Regions from separate parts of the Sus scrofa genome. Here region 2 is linked to region 1. Evidence: chromatin contacts called from public Hi-C data. All regions are on one chromosome and are shown on one strand. The core of a region is the stretch at or near the end of the contact, and the rest is flanking DNA. Distances in the headings are between cores, read along the strand shown.

Region 1 (6,200 bases), core at 1,784-4,283:
TATTTGGGACTCAGTCATCCTTGCATAAGTGGATTCTCAAGGTTTTGGAGCTGAGAGGGAAGACAATTTACCTTTGAGAACCAATCTCTTCTCCCACTCCGTGTGGACAAGTGTGATCATCCAAAAATCCTCTATTCAGATCCTCCTTGCTCTCCCTTAAACAACACTGCCAACAGGACCTGCTTATGCCATTCTGCCATAACCCAGCAAGCTTTACTTTGCCTCCCAGATTGGTTTTTGAAATTGAGTCTTGTAGAAATCTCTCAACCAAAATAGTCTTTCTATATTCTGTTGTATCCAATAAATAACTGTTAAGAATTACAGTCCAGTGGGCTGCTGTTTATAGTGACCATTAAAGTACTGTTCACTGCTTTTTATTGTTAAAATGCTGGGAACCCACTTTATAGTATTTTACTATTCTTACGTGGTAATATAAGTGGATCCTGCACATACTTTTATGTATTTCCTTCTTGAAAATTAAAAACAGTGGTTGTTCATGTCTGTGTCTGTAGGAAGCAAGACCAGGCTTCTAAAAGGTGTTAACTGTCTATGCTTCTATCTTCAACCTGATGAGATGCTAAAGATGAAGGGGGTGAGGCAAGAGGATTGAAAAGGGCCTGAGTAGGGCATAATCAGACATTAGGATTTCTCTTGAAGCTGCTTTGAAATCACACAAGAAATCAAGGAAGAGGAAGGAGAGAATTAAATTGGACTTGCAGAATCACAGATACATGCAAGGTGTTCCTTGCCAGGATCTACAATTCTGTAGGTTCAGGCAAAAAGTCAGGTCACAATGCTACAGAGACAAGTTCTCCAGCAACACATTAAATCATTCTTTGAGAATCTTTCAATTTGGATCTAGTTTCTTTTCATGCCCCAAGATGGAGCTAAAGCAATGCTGCCCTCTGCAAACTCAACGTATTTGGAGAATGGGAAAGAACATGGGACCATCTGCATGTTCACAGAGCAAGTGCAAGAGAAAAGAAGCATTGTGTTTTTTCTTCTAAAGCATGACGTTTCACAACTGAGGAACATGCTGGAGTATGAAAGAAGCACACAATCACTGCAACTGTTTGGGCTGGCTTCTTTTCTCAGCAAAGTCACACTATCTTCCCTGGACAGGCAAGCCTAATTTCCATGCCAGACCACAGGTGAGGTTTTGAGGGCCAGGGACTTGTTCCTCTCCTTTGCCATCCTTCCCACCCAGGTCTTCACCATTTAAGAGGAATAAAGATAGATTAGATCTTGAGTGAGACAAAAGTCTGACAAATAACCAGGCATTTTCATAAAATGAAGAAGTTTGGTAATTGCCAGTTTACCCTGGTTTTTCTTCCAGATGGTTCCCTTTTCCGCTGACTGGCCCAAGTGACTATTGAGATCATTAAAACATCAAAGGGTGGAGGAGAGAGGAGTTCGATTTTCCATCTCCTACTTGCTTGGATAACTCTGCTTCTCCTAAGCAAAGACCTAATTAAGACATAATCGCTATTTTTTTAATGGAGAAAGAGAATGAATTTTCATCTGATTCTTGTATATAAGGACCTCTGAGCAAAGAGTGAGTCATTAAAATATTATCTAGTATTTGCATAGAGCCAAAACTAGAAAAAAAAAGATGTGAGGTTTCTAGGGTCACACAGTCTTCAGCATATTATATGATTATTTGTCATTTATTGAGCACTTACTATGGACCAGCTACTGCATTAAGCATTTTACATAGTTTATCAATCCTCAGAACAACTCTATGAAGTAGCTGCCATTATTATCCCCATTTTACAAATTAGGAAACTGAGGCTTACAGAGGTTAGGTAACTTACCCAAGTCCAAACAGCTAAGAAATGGTAGAATTAGGATTGAAACACAAGACTCTCTTACTTTAAAAAGTTGTGTTCTCAGGAGTTCTCATTGTGGCGCAGCAGAAACAAATCCAACTAGTATCCATGAGGATGTGGGTTCAATCCCTGGCCTTGCTCAGGAGGTCAGGGATCTGGCATTGCCGTGAGCTGTGGTATAGGTTGCAGGTGCGGCACAGATCCTGCATTGCTATGGCTGTGGCATAGGCCAGCAGCTGTAGCTCCTACAAGTTGTGTTCTCAATCACTGTGCTACACGGTACGTGAGAGGTGTTGACTAGAACACCTTCAGGGCCTTATTAACATTACTAGTGAACCATACTTTTGAGGGCTTATCATATGCTAAGTCCTATTCTAAACTCTCCACATGTATCAACTCACTTCTAAATCTCACAACTTCATAACAAAGGTACTATTATTTTACAGATAAGAAAAGTGAGGCATAGACAACTAAATTTCCAACATTCACAAAATATTAAGTGGCATAGCCTGGGCTACACATTCTGGCCATCTGATTCCAAACACTATTGTCTTAATCACTAAGCTGCACTGAAGGTAATGTTAATTTCTGCACGAGGCAGCCCAGTCCACTTTGAGGATCAGCTTCTTTTGTTAGAAAGTTGGACCCGTAGCTTTACAGGACCTCTCAGAAGCAAACAGTAGAGTTCAAGAGTCCAGCCTTCAGCAGAGGCTCTTGCTCAATTTCTTCCCCAAATGTGTGTCTCCATTACCTTTAACCTGCATCTTTGAACAAACTGATGTATGGGGAGTTCAGCAGTGGCACATCTCAGCTGTGCCTTTAATGTCTGATGAGTCTGCTTGCACGCTATGTTTTTCATTTGATCTAAAGAAGATCTAATGAGAGATAGCTCCTGATAATGCATTGTCTGCTTTCAACATCACTAGGAAAGCACTTGGCTACAAACAATCCCTATTCTGGTATAATTGCCTTTGAAAAGGGGGCACAGCATAAACTCCTCAGAGTTTGGGTCTGATTTCCTGAGGTGTTCCATTTCAGAAGAGGCCCCTGACAACAGGCAGAGAATAAAAACAAGTGTGGTCTGGGGCAGACAGTGTTTTTCAAACAGTTGGCCAAATCTCTCCTGGCAGCCGGGAAGCAGCTGAATCATCAAACGCGAGGCCTCTAACGAGAGGGAGGCTGGGCTGTATTGAAGTGCATTCCAGACTGACTGAAACCCAGAGCTGCTGCTGCTTTACCAACGCTGGCGCCCTTCCAAGGGGGCCGGCCTGGCTGAACTGCTCATCAAAGCCTGATTTCGTCTCTTCTCTTTCTCTCTCTCTCTTTTTCCACCTCTTCTTTGTGATTTCCCACAGAGCATTTGCCTGCTTTTGGATGGAATATTTGAATGACTTTTGGGGTCACCTCAGGTACAGCCTCTGCTCTGCAAGCTAAAGTTAATGAAATCCATTTCCTGGTCGGAAAGTCAAAATAGCAGAGAAGAAAGTCACTGAGATGGAGCACTCAGGGAATGGACAAGAATGGGCAGGCATTCTTTTCCGAAAGGCAGGAATGACCTAGGCTTTCAAAAATTGAAAACCAGATGTTTGGACAAAACCCTAGACCCAATTTTTATCTTAGAAGTGCTGAAAACCTTTATAAAATCCTTTGACTAAAACTTAGGAGAATGGAGAGTAAGGAAAGGGGCCTAAGTACTGTAATTCAACTTGAAAATAAATAGATCCCCCATTTATATCAGAAACAAAGCAAATGTTTGGACTCATTATGCATGAAGAATGAAGAATATTTTCTGTGTCTTTTAAGATGACCACCTCTGGTATGTACCATTCTAAGCCTAATTATGGATGAGCACAAATAAATATGCTTTGTTTCTCCATCTCTACAAATATATTGTTTAATTACATTTGTTTAATTACATTTGCCCCTAATAACTAAGAGGAAAGATCCAGTGACTCGCTCACTGACGGTGCCAAGTTGGGCACTAATCAGAACCTGGAGCTAATCTCAACCCTCTCAGATAGGTTTTTTCCACCTAGAGAAATGTTTTGGAAGGGAGGGGCCTTCTTTGCTGTTAATAGTAAACTGTGAACACCTGAAGGAGAAGGGTGGTTGTGAGTCGGAAAGAACCTTGAAATTCCACGATACTATAATCCATTGTCTGGATTCTGATGGGGAAAAGAAAGAAACTGAATTCTCCTCCCTTCAGTCCTTGCCAACAGCATTCCTTCTCCAGTGTTCTTCCTGACCCCACCCACAATAATAAGGTGTGTTATTTTTATAAAACTCCAAAGTACTTTCACACACATTTATATTTGATCTATACAACTTTGAGAGGATGGAAAGATGTCCCTTTTTACAGATGAGGACACTGAGGCCCAAAGAAATTAATTTATTTGCTCAGTGTCACAAAGGAAATTAGTTGTAGAGCCAGGTACACTAGATCATCAGTTCCTAAGACTATTACTCCTTTTATACATCAAACTATACTGGTTTGGAGTACTGGTTCCCAAATTTTCAGGTGCATCAGAATCACTTGGGAAGCATTTCACAAAGGCAGATTTATAGACTTTATCCTCAGAACTAAAGTAGGTCTGGGATAGGTGTCCAGAATCTGCCTTTTAAATAAGGTCCCCAAATGTTTCTGATATATATCTCAAATGAAAGTGAGTGAATCTGTAAACCCTCAGCAGTTTAGAGATTTCATTTACATCTCTAAGGCCTTTTAGTTAAAAAATCGAAATTAAAAGCAGCGGAAAAGTAAGAGGGCTATTCTAAAGAGGACCATGAGATGAGGGGTAGAAGAGAATAGATGTGGTGTTTGGTAAAGGACACTTGCTCCCCCAACTCTCTCCCTCCAAAACCCCTTTTCCACACGAAGGTGGAGTCAAATGGACTCCAAGGGGATCTGTGAAAATAAGCATATCTTGCAAACTGGCCCCTGAGACATGTGGCCAATGGGCACAGAAAGACTTTGAAAACATGGCATAGGAGTGGCTCTAGGTAAATAGGATAGATGTACTTGAGCCTCAGGTCTTTTTTTTAGCACAGCTGGTAGGTTTTTTACTCTGGAGCCAAACTGGCTCAGTTTGTATTCTCCCTCTTCCAATTACTAGCTCTGTAACTTTGGGCAATCATTTAACTTTTCCATGCCTCAGTTTCCTCACTGAAACAATGGAGATTAAATTGCTATGTAATTTCATAAGGTTGTTATAAGGACTAAATGAAGCAACACATTTATACCACTTAGAACAGTGCTGGCATATGGTAAGTACCAATAGCATTGTTAATTACAATTTTCCTGAGTCATCGCTGAGGTGCAATTAATAAAGAATGGCTTGTGCCTAGAATCAGTCATTTCAATGGTTTTCATGCCGGTGCTCTGAAGAGCCATAGATGGCACTATTGTGGCAGTCTGATAAGTCTCTTTTCCAGACTAAAAGATGAATTCTGACAAGATATGGGGTTTCAAATGGCAGCACCACAGGGCACAATATTTTTCTCTCAAAAAGTATTCAGTGGAACTTAATAAAAATCTGGTCAGTGTTGTCAGGTAACAATGTACACATTCAGAGCACTGTGTTTCAATGATATTTTTCCCCTTTTAACTTTCCCATCTCAAGACCATACCATACATGATAAAAGACAATCACGATGATGATGGAGATACTGTGATACCGAGGCTCCTCCAAGAGTATTAAGAAGGCCTGTGAGCACACTGCCTTAGTCAGCTGCCTGATACGGCAGGGTGGCTGGTTATAGATGTTATATCCAGGACTGGCTCCCCAGAATTTGCTGATGGGTAATATTTTGGGATTTTGACAGAGTTTCAAAGTTGGTAGATTTATGGGACGTATATTAGGTATCTGGAAACCCTAGGGTACAAGGATATGTGTGTGTCAGAGGGAAGAGGGAGGAATAGAGAGAGAGAGAGATTAGAGGAAAGAGAAAGAAAGTGAGAAGTTGACAAAGAGTGATGATGTGAATATACATTGGGAGGGAGTGGGGGTTCAGGATGGGAAGCAAGAGAGGAGAATTTTTGAGAAGGGATGATGGGAGACAAGGAAGGTCTGGCACTGTGTCCAGAATCTCCTAGAAGCTTCTGGAGCACATCGTGTTTCACGGGGGAAGCAGTTTCATTCCAGCCTGAGTTAGCCCACCTACCACCAGCTCTGCTCCCTGCTGTCTGTACTGTCACTCAGGCTCACAGGCACTTCTACTTCAGTGCCCCCAAGCCATCTCATGGTATATTCATCTGTATCTTTGCTGCTCATGTGACTGACAGCCAGCCAACAAGGTGTCAGAGTACCAGCAAGTGGCCTAGGTTGAAGTGCAAGGGAAACACTGACAAATATGAAATACTTATATTCATAA
Region 2 (6,200 bases), core at 2,708-5,207, 210 kb after region 1:
CCTTGCCATTTGTGGCAACATGGATAGACATGGAAGGTATTATGCTAAGTGAAATAAGCGAGACAGAGAAAAACAAATACCATATGCTTTAATTTATATGTAGAATCTAAAAAACAGAGCAGGGAGTTCCCGTCGTGGCACAGTGGTTAACAAATCCAACGAGGAACCATGAGGTTGCGGGTTCGGTCCATGGCCTTGCTCAGTGGGTTAAGGATCCAGCGTTGCCATGAGCTGTGGTGTAGGTTGCAGACGTGGCTCAGATCCCACGTTGCTGTGGCTCTGGCATAGGCCAGTGGCTACAGCTCCAATTCAACCCCTAGCCTGGGAACCTCCACATGCCGCAGGAGCGGCCCAAAGAAATGGCAAAAAGACAAAAAACAAAAACAAAAACAAAAACAAAAAACAGAGCAAATGAACAAACAAAACAAAACAGAAGCAGACTCAGATATACAGAGAAAAAAACTGGTGGTGGTTGCCAGAATGGAGGAGGAGAGGGGGCTGAGTAAAATAGGTGAAGAGGAACAAGAAGTACAAACTTTCAGGTATAAAATAAGTCAGAGATGTAATGTACATGTAGGGAATATAGTCAAAAACATTATAATAATTTGTGACGGACAGTAACTGAACTATTGCGCTGATCATCTTGTATAAAAGTATTGAATCACTATAGCAGAAATTGACAGAACATTGTAAATCAATTATAAAAATTTTTTAAATATTGAATCGGAGTTCCCGTCGTGGCTCAGTGGTCAACAAATCCGACTAGGAACCATGAGGTTGCGGGTTCAATCCCTGGCTTCGCTCAGTGGGTTGAGGATCTGGCGTTGCTGTGAGCTGTGGTGTAGATCCCAGACGTGGCTTGGATCCCGAGTTGCTATGGCTCTGGTGTAGGCCAGTGGTTACAGCTCCGATTGGACCCCTAGCATGGGAATCTTCACATGCCGTAGGAGTGGCCCTAGAAAAGGCAAAAAACCAAAAAAAAAAAAATTGAATCACTAGATTGTACTCCTGAAACTAATATAATATTGTATATTAATGATAACTCAGTGTTTTGGGGGTTTTTTTTGCCTTTTTCTAGGGCCACACCCACAGCATGTGGAGGTTCCCAGGCTAGGGGCCGAATTGGAGCTGTAGCCACTGGCCTACGCCACAGCCACAGCAATATGGAATCCGAGCTGCTGTCTGCCACCTACACCACAGCTCACAGCAACGCAGGATCCTTAGCCCACTGAGTGAGGCCAGGGATCGAACCCTCAACCTCATGGTTCCTAGTCGGATTTGTTAACCACTGAGCCACGGCGGGAACTCTATAACTCAGTTTTTTAAAGATGGATTAGAGCCTATATCCTGCCTATAGGCTTCTGAAAAGGACCCTAAAGACCATCTGTGCAAACCACTTTCATATATAGGAAAACTACCAACTTTGGGTTACTTTGTGAATGATCCTGTATGAGTTAAATGGATGGTGTGAAAGATCAGAAAGATATGCAGTTTGAATAGAGCTTTGAGTTTAAGTCTCCTTTCTTAGAGCAAAATGCTAACCTCCGAAAAGGCCTTTAGATTTTGGGTAACACAAAAGTAGCTTAGTTATAACAAAATGTGTGTGTGTGTGTGTGTGTGTGTGTGTGTATGTGTGTGTGTGTCTGTCTCTTTTTAGGGCTGCACCTGTGGCATATGGAGGTTTCCAGGCCAGCGGTCGAATTGGAGCTGTAGCTGCTAGCCTATACCACTGCCACAGCATTGCCAGATCCAAGCTGCACTCACGGTCTACCCCGCATTTTGTGGCAACCAGGGATCCTTTAACCCACCAAGAGAGGCCAGGGATCAAAACCAGCATCATCATGGATACTAGTAAGGTTTTCAACCCACTGAGCCACAAGGGGAATTCCCAAAACAGCTATCTTAACAGTATTTATTAAAATGGAGTTCTACGTGGATTCTATTGTTGAGCTTGTTAAAGGGGAACCTCAACCAGCATCCAAAGAAGTGCTTCTGTGTTTAGGGCAGGTTTTACCTGTTGGAAACTACTGAGGCAATGAGGCATAGGGCCACTGCTCGGGTACTTTGTGATTTTGAAACTATGGGCCACTGCACTTCCATTAAAGTGACATTTCTTAACCACAAACTCTTGCTGAATCCTGATCCTCAGTGTTAGTAAGTAAAGCTTATGTAAGGCTTCTATGTAACTTTTTTTGAATAAGAAAACAGGAAGGCATAAATAGTATATGAATAAGATTCTTAATATTTTGATTTTCTAAATTCTAATACTTCAAAAAAAAAAACTAAAATAGACTACTAAGTAATTGAGACAAAGATATTCATACTTGAAAACTTAGCTTGCCGAGTCCCTTCATACAGACATTCTAGGTCTGTAAATTTAAGGTTTAAAGCAGGTGGAAGGCCTTCAGTGGTGACTTACAGACACCATAACAGGTAGAAAACCAAAGTACTATATTCACATATCTAGAAATGTTGTGTAAAGAATTCCAGAAACCAACTAAACCTTGGGCCAATTATTGAAAGCCAGAAATCTCACTTTGGAACCTCTTGTGAATGTGTGTGGCAATGTACTACACAGTGGACAAAACACAAACATGTTGAAATCAGTATTTTTGTGTTGACCCAAACCTGACCCAGCACAAAATCTCTCACAACAGAAATTTAATATTTCTGAAAGCATGATTGCCCTCTCATTTCTTTTTCACCTTTCTGTGCCTTTCCTATGTTCTTCCAGTTGGTTAATCATTAATTAGTATTTAACAAGGCTTCTTCCCAGCGCCAACTCCTTCTCTGCCAACCTAGCCTTTAGGTAGTATATGAACTCCCCTTTCCTGCCCATTTAAGAAGCTCTGGCACTCGCTATAGGTTAATTTTGCTAAGGAAGTTTGTAAAAGTAGATGAAGCAGGGTTCCTTGACAAGACCATTCAGTTTTCCAGGCCACTCTTAATTTAGCAATTTTCCTAGCTCATATAAAAATGAGATGTCATTGAACCAATTTTAAATTCTTAAAAAATTTCCACCATACATTTCCTGAACAAAATGGTTGCGACTGAAGCGGGAAAGGGCTTAACCTGTCTCTTCTACAGCTGTCCCCCAAGCCAATCTCTTGACCTGGGGAATCCGTCAAACTCTGGTCCTCTGACCTGATTCTGGACCTGGCTCGAGCCAAAGCACTGGAATGCAGATAAAGAGGGGAAATCCCTGCCCGAATTAAAGAAAGAGGCCAGCTAAGAGGCCAAGAAGAAAAGGTACTCTGGGAAGCAGGAGCACGTCTCCAAGTTTCCTCTGGGGAAAGGAACTGATGAGAACTGACATCCATTTCCAGTCAAACGAGTGGAACCACGTTACCTCCACCATCCCTTCCCACCTCCACCTCTCTCTTTTCCGCATGGACAAACAGACCAGACAGGTGATTCTGGTCAACAATTTCCTTGGCACGAAGTCAAAAACCAAAAAACATGAGAGCCGCGTCCTGATCTATCCATCTGCTCCCTAGACTTGCTAGGAAAGGGAAGATTGCTGAGGTTTTCCTTCGGCGTTGTTCCTTACGCGGAGCAGAAGAAACAGACTAGCAAGGTCCCTTCCCAAGCCAAGATTCTCTCACGCTTCTGGGGTGAAACTGTACCCTCCAGAGACTTCAATAGGGGCTTCGTGAGGTTCAAACTCTCGCTCCAACATTTTCATCTTTTCATTTATTCCGCACGATTATCTGCAACTTGGTCCCCGAGCCAGGCTCTGAGGACTTCTTTTTAGCCAGGGTGCGGGAGAAACGGGAGTAGAGGACCAATCTCGGCTCCCTGCCGCAGAGTTACAGTCCCCATCCCTTCAGGACGCCCATCCCGGTGCCTCTTCACCCAACTCCCCACCCAGTTGATGTGACAGGCTCGTGGCCCAATCCCCTTCCTGGTTCCCAGGCCGACTGCTAGCACCACCCGAGCCAATGGCGGCGTCCGAGGGGCGGAGGGGGCTGGCAGGAGGGGAGGGAGCGCTGGCTTTAGAACCGCAGCCGCAAAGATTCCGAGCCGCAGAAGTTGTCTGAGTGCGTCGGTCGGAGGCTGTCGGGCCGGATCCGGGACTCTGCGACTTTATGTAAGTGCTTTGCAGGCTCGGGAGGGCACGGAGGGAGCGGGGTTCCTGGGCGTGGGCGGGAGTGGGTCCTGGGGAGAGCATCTCCGAGATCCTCGGCCGGAACGTGCCTGGCACGGGGGGAGGGGGGGAGTGGGGCTAAGAGGGAAGCTGGAGAAATTTCAGTCTTAGCCCTTGGGCGCCAAAGCGGTCGGTCGCATCGAGGATGGGTGGGAGTGACTGAGTATTCCCCACGACCACCACCCGCCGCAAACGTTTTTTGCTTTTAACTGGATAGATGGTGCTTTCTCACTAGTTGCTCTTAACTTGTTGCCAACCTTGGGCTGGACTCCTTGACGCCAACCCTTGCCCTTCTCCCCTTCCGTGGCCGCGGCCCCGAAGTGGAAACCCAGCGCCTAACTTCCCTCGGTCGTCGTCCTTCTCCAGCTTCTGCCACCCTCCTCCCTCCTCCTCCGCCGGCTCCGGACTCAGGAAATCCCGGAGCCGGCCTCCCGCGACGCCTCCAGCCCCCGTTCACCGGCCTCGGGTGACCTCGCGGGCTCACTCCTGCCCCGCGACTCCGCAGGGTGCAGTGGCCCTGGGAAGGAACGAGGCTCCGGTTGCCTGCCTTCCGCCCGCTTCCCTTGCCATTAGCGAGCGAGAGCGTCGCGATCGCATCGCGTCTCCCTATGAGTAAGCACTTTTTTTCCTTTCAGTAGCAGGACATCTCTGGGCCATTAGGGCAGTACCTTTCCGTTCTCCTCACCCCCCCGACTCCGCGCCACCCGTCCGCTCCTTTTTCTCAGCTTCTCCGGCTCTGCTGCAGGGGCGCGCGATCCGGGCAGCAGCGGCATGGCACTTCTCCGGGCTCCACGGGAGGCAGAGGCGAAGGGGCGGTGGGAGGGGGGCAACGTCCCCCTTCCCCCACTCAGCTGCACTTGCGGGTATTTACTTTTCCCCACCCGCTGTACTTAGGCGCACTAATGAGAGGCCGGGGGACGCCGACCACCCCCGCCCTGGCTTCTGGCCAGCCCCAAAGTTGCCGCCGCCGCTGCTGCTACTTGTTCTGATGTGCTGGCGGCTTCGACCGCCCGGCTCCAGGGCAGAAGATCCCAGCCTGGGAGGTGGGAGTGGGTTTAATGCTTACTGACACTTTCCCCAGTTAGTAACGCTCCCTGCTCCGCACCTGATCTGCACAACATCCCGGGTAGTGCTCAGGGTTGAATTTAGAGCTAACTGGGTTCGAGAGCCTCGCCATTTAGGATCAGATGGATGGGATGCTGGGGATGCCCGACACGTAACCGGGGGCGGGGGTGGGGTGGGGGGAGAGATCCTGACTGGCCGCACAGTAGGTAGAAAACATAGGTGGAATCAAAAACTACTGAGAGGTTAGCACATACTCCGCCATACAGGATGTCCACAGTGTATTTGGGAGCCTAAACTTGATCCTGAAGATGCAATTTACAGTGAATTCCAACATAGTGGCCGAAGCCCCACACATGCCAGTTGACATCACGTGCCCCAAGTCTCTGATGCCCCTAGGCTAATGGTCACACGACTTTTTTTGCCTTTAAAACTGGAATGTAATGGCTGAAGTCCATTTTCCCAAAACTACTGCGACAAAAAAAGGGGAGGGGGGGTGTGTGAACCAGCCTCTACTCAAGGGAATTCTACTTGGATTTGGATGGAAGGAAACAGAAAGGGAATTTGGTGCTCAGATCTTATCCAAAATAAAAACAGGAGCTGTTTTTAAAATAAGGGCTGAAATATGTTTGTGCTGAGATATATATCTCCCCTGTGGCCTTTCAATCTAGTTATGGCTTTTCTCAATTTTAAAAATATCTTACTAATTATTTTCTAGGAAAATGTCTTTATTCACGCCCTATTTCATTCTGAAATGATAGATTTGAAGCCATAAGATAGTGGGTTTTTTTTTTTTTTTAAATTGGGCTTTGTCTGTGTCCCTGGGTCTGGCCTATATTCCAATTGAAGTATTCTCTCTATATTAGGCATATGCTTGAAGGTGGTGAATAATCTTGGCTAAAGTTAATTATCAGTCATTGTGGTTCGGATCAGAAATCAGGCACGACAACAGTAGACACTAAATTTGAGAAGTCGAGCTAGTTGGGTTTTT

The links. Hi-C and Micro-C count contacts between places; a contact is called where the count stands out from the background.
Region 2: a contact with region 1 is called in a Hi-C map of embryonic fibroblasts, with 4 times the contacts expected there. The contact joins the promoter of PLS3 here to the enhancer-like site in region 1. A contact is called at or near these places in 1 of 5 promoter capture datasets (liver), 16 of 47 Hi-C or Micro-C datasets (adipocytes, alveolar macrophages, embryonic fibroblasts and 10 more) and 1 of 2 datasets of contacts at active chromatin or transcription factors (skeletal muscle).

The regions. Positions count from the first base shown.
Region 1 is chrX:94,674,113-94,680,312 of Sscrofa11.1, forward strand. No RefSeq gene overlaps it. Among named protein-coding and RNA genes, the nearest start is that of LUZP4, 46 kb to the left of the region's middle. Within about 2 kb of position 3,034, at least 17 of the 83 cell types and tissues checked have an H3K27ac peak or open chromatin away from gene starts, as enhancers often do. A contact at or near this core is called in embryonic fibroblasts and skeletal muscle, where this site is marked.
Region 2 is chrX:94,881,141-94,887,340 of Sscrofa11.1, forward strand. It overlaps PLS3 (plastin-3), which reads left to right and starts at 3,958. Exons shown (of 18, transcript XM_001925936.6): 1 at 3,958-4,090.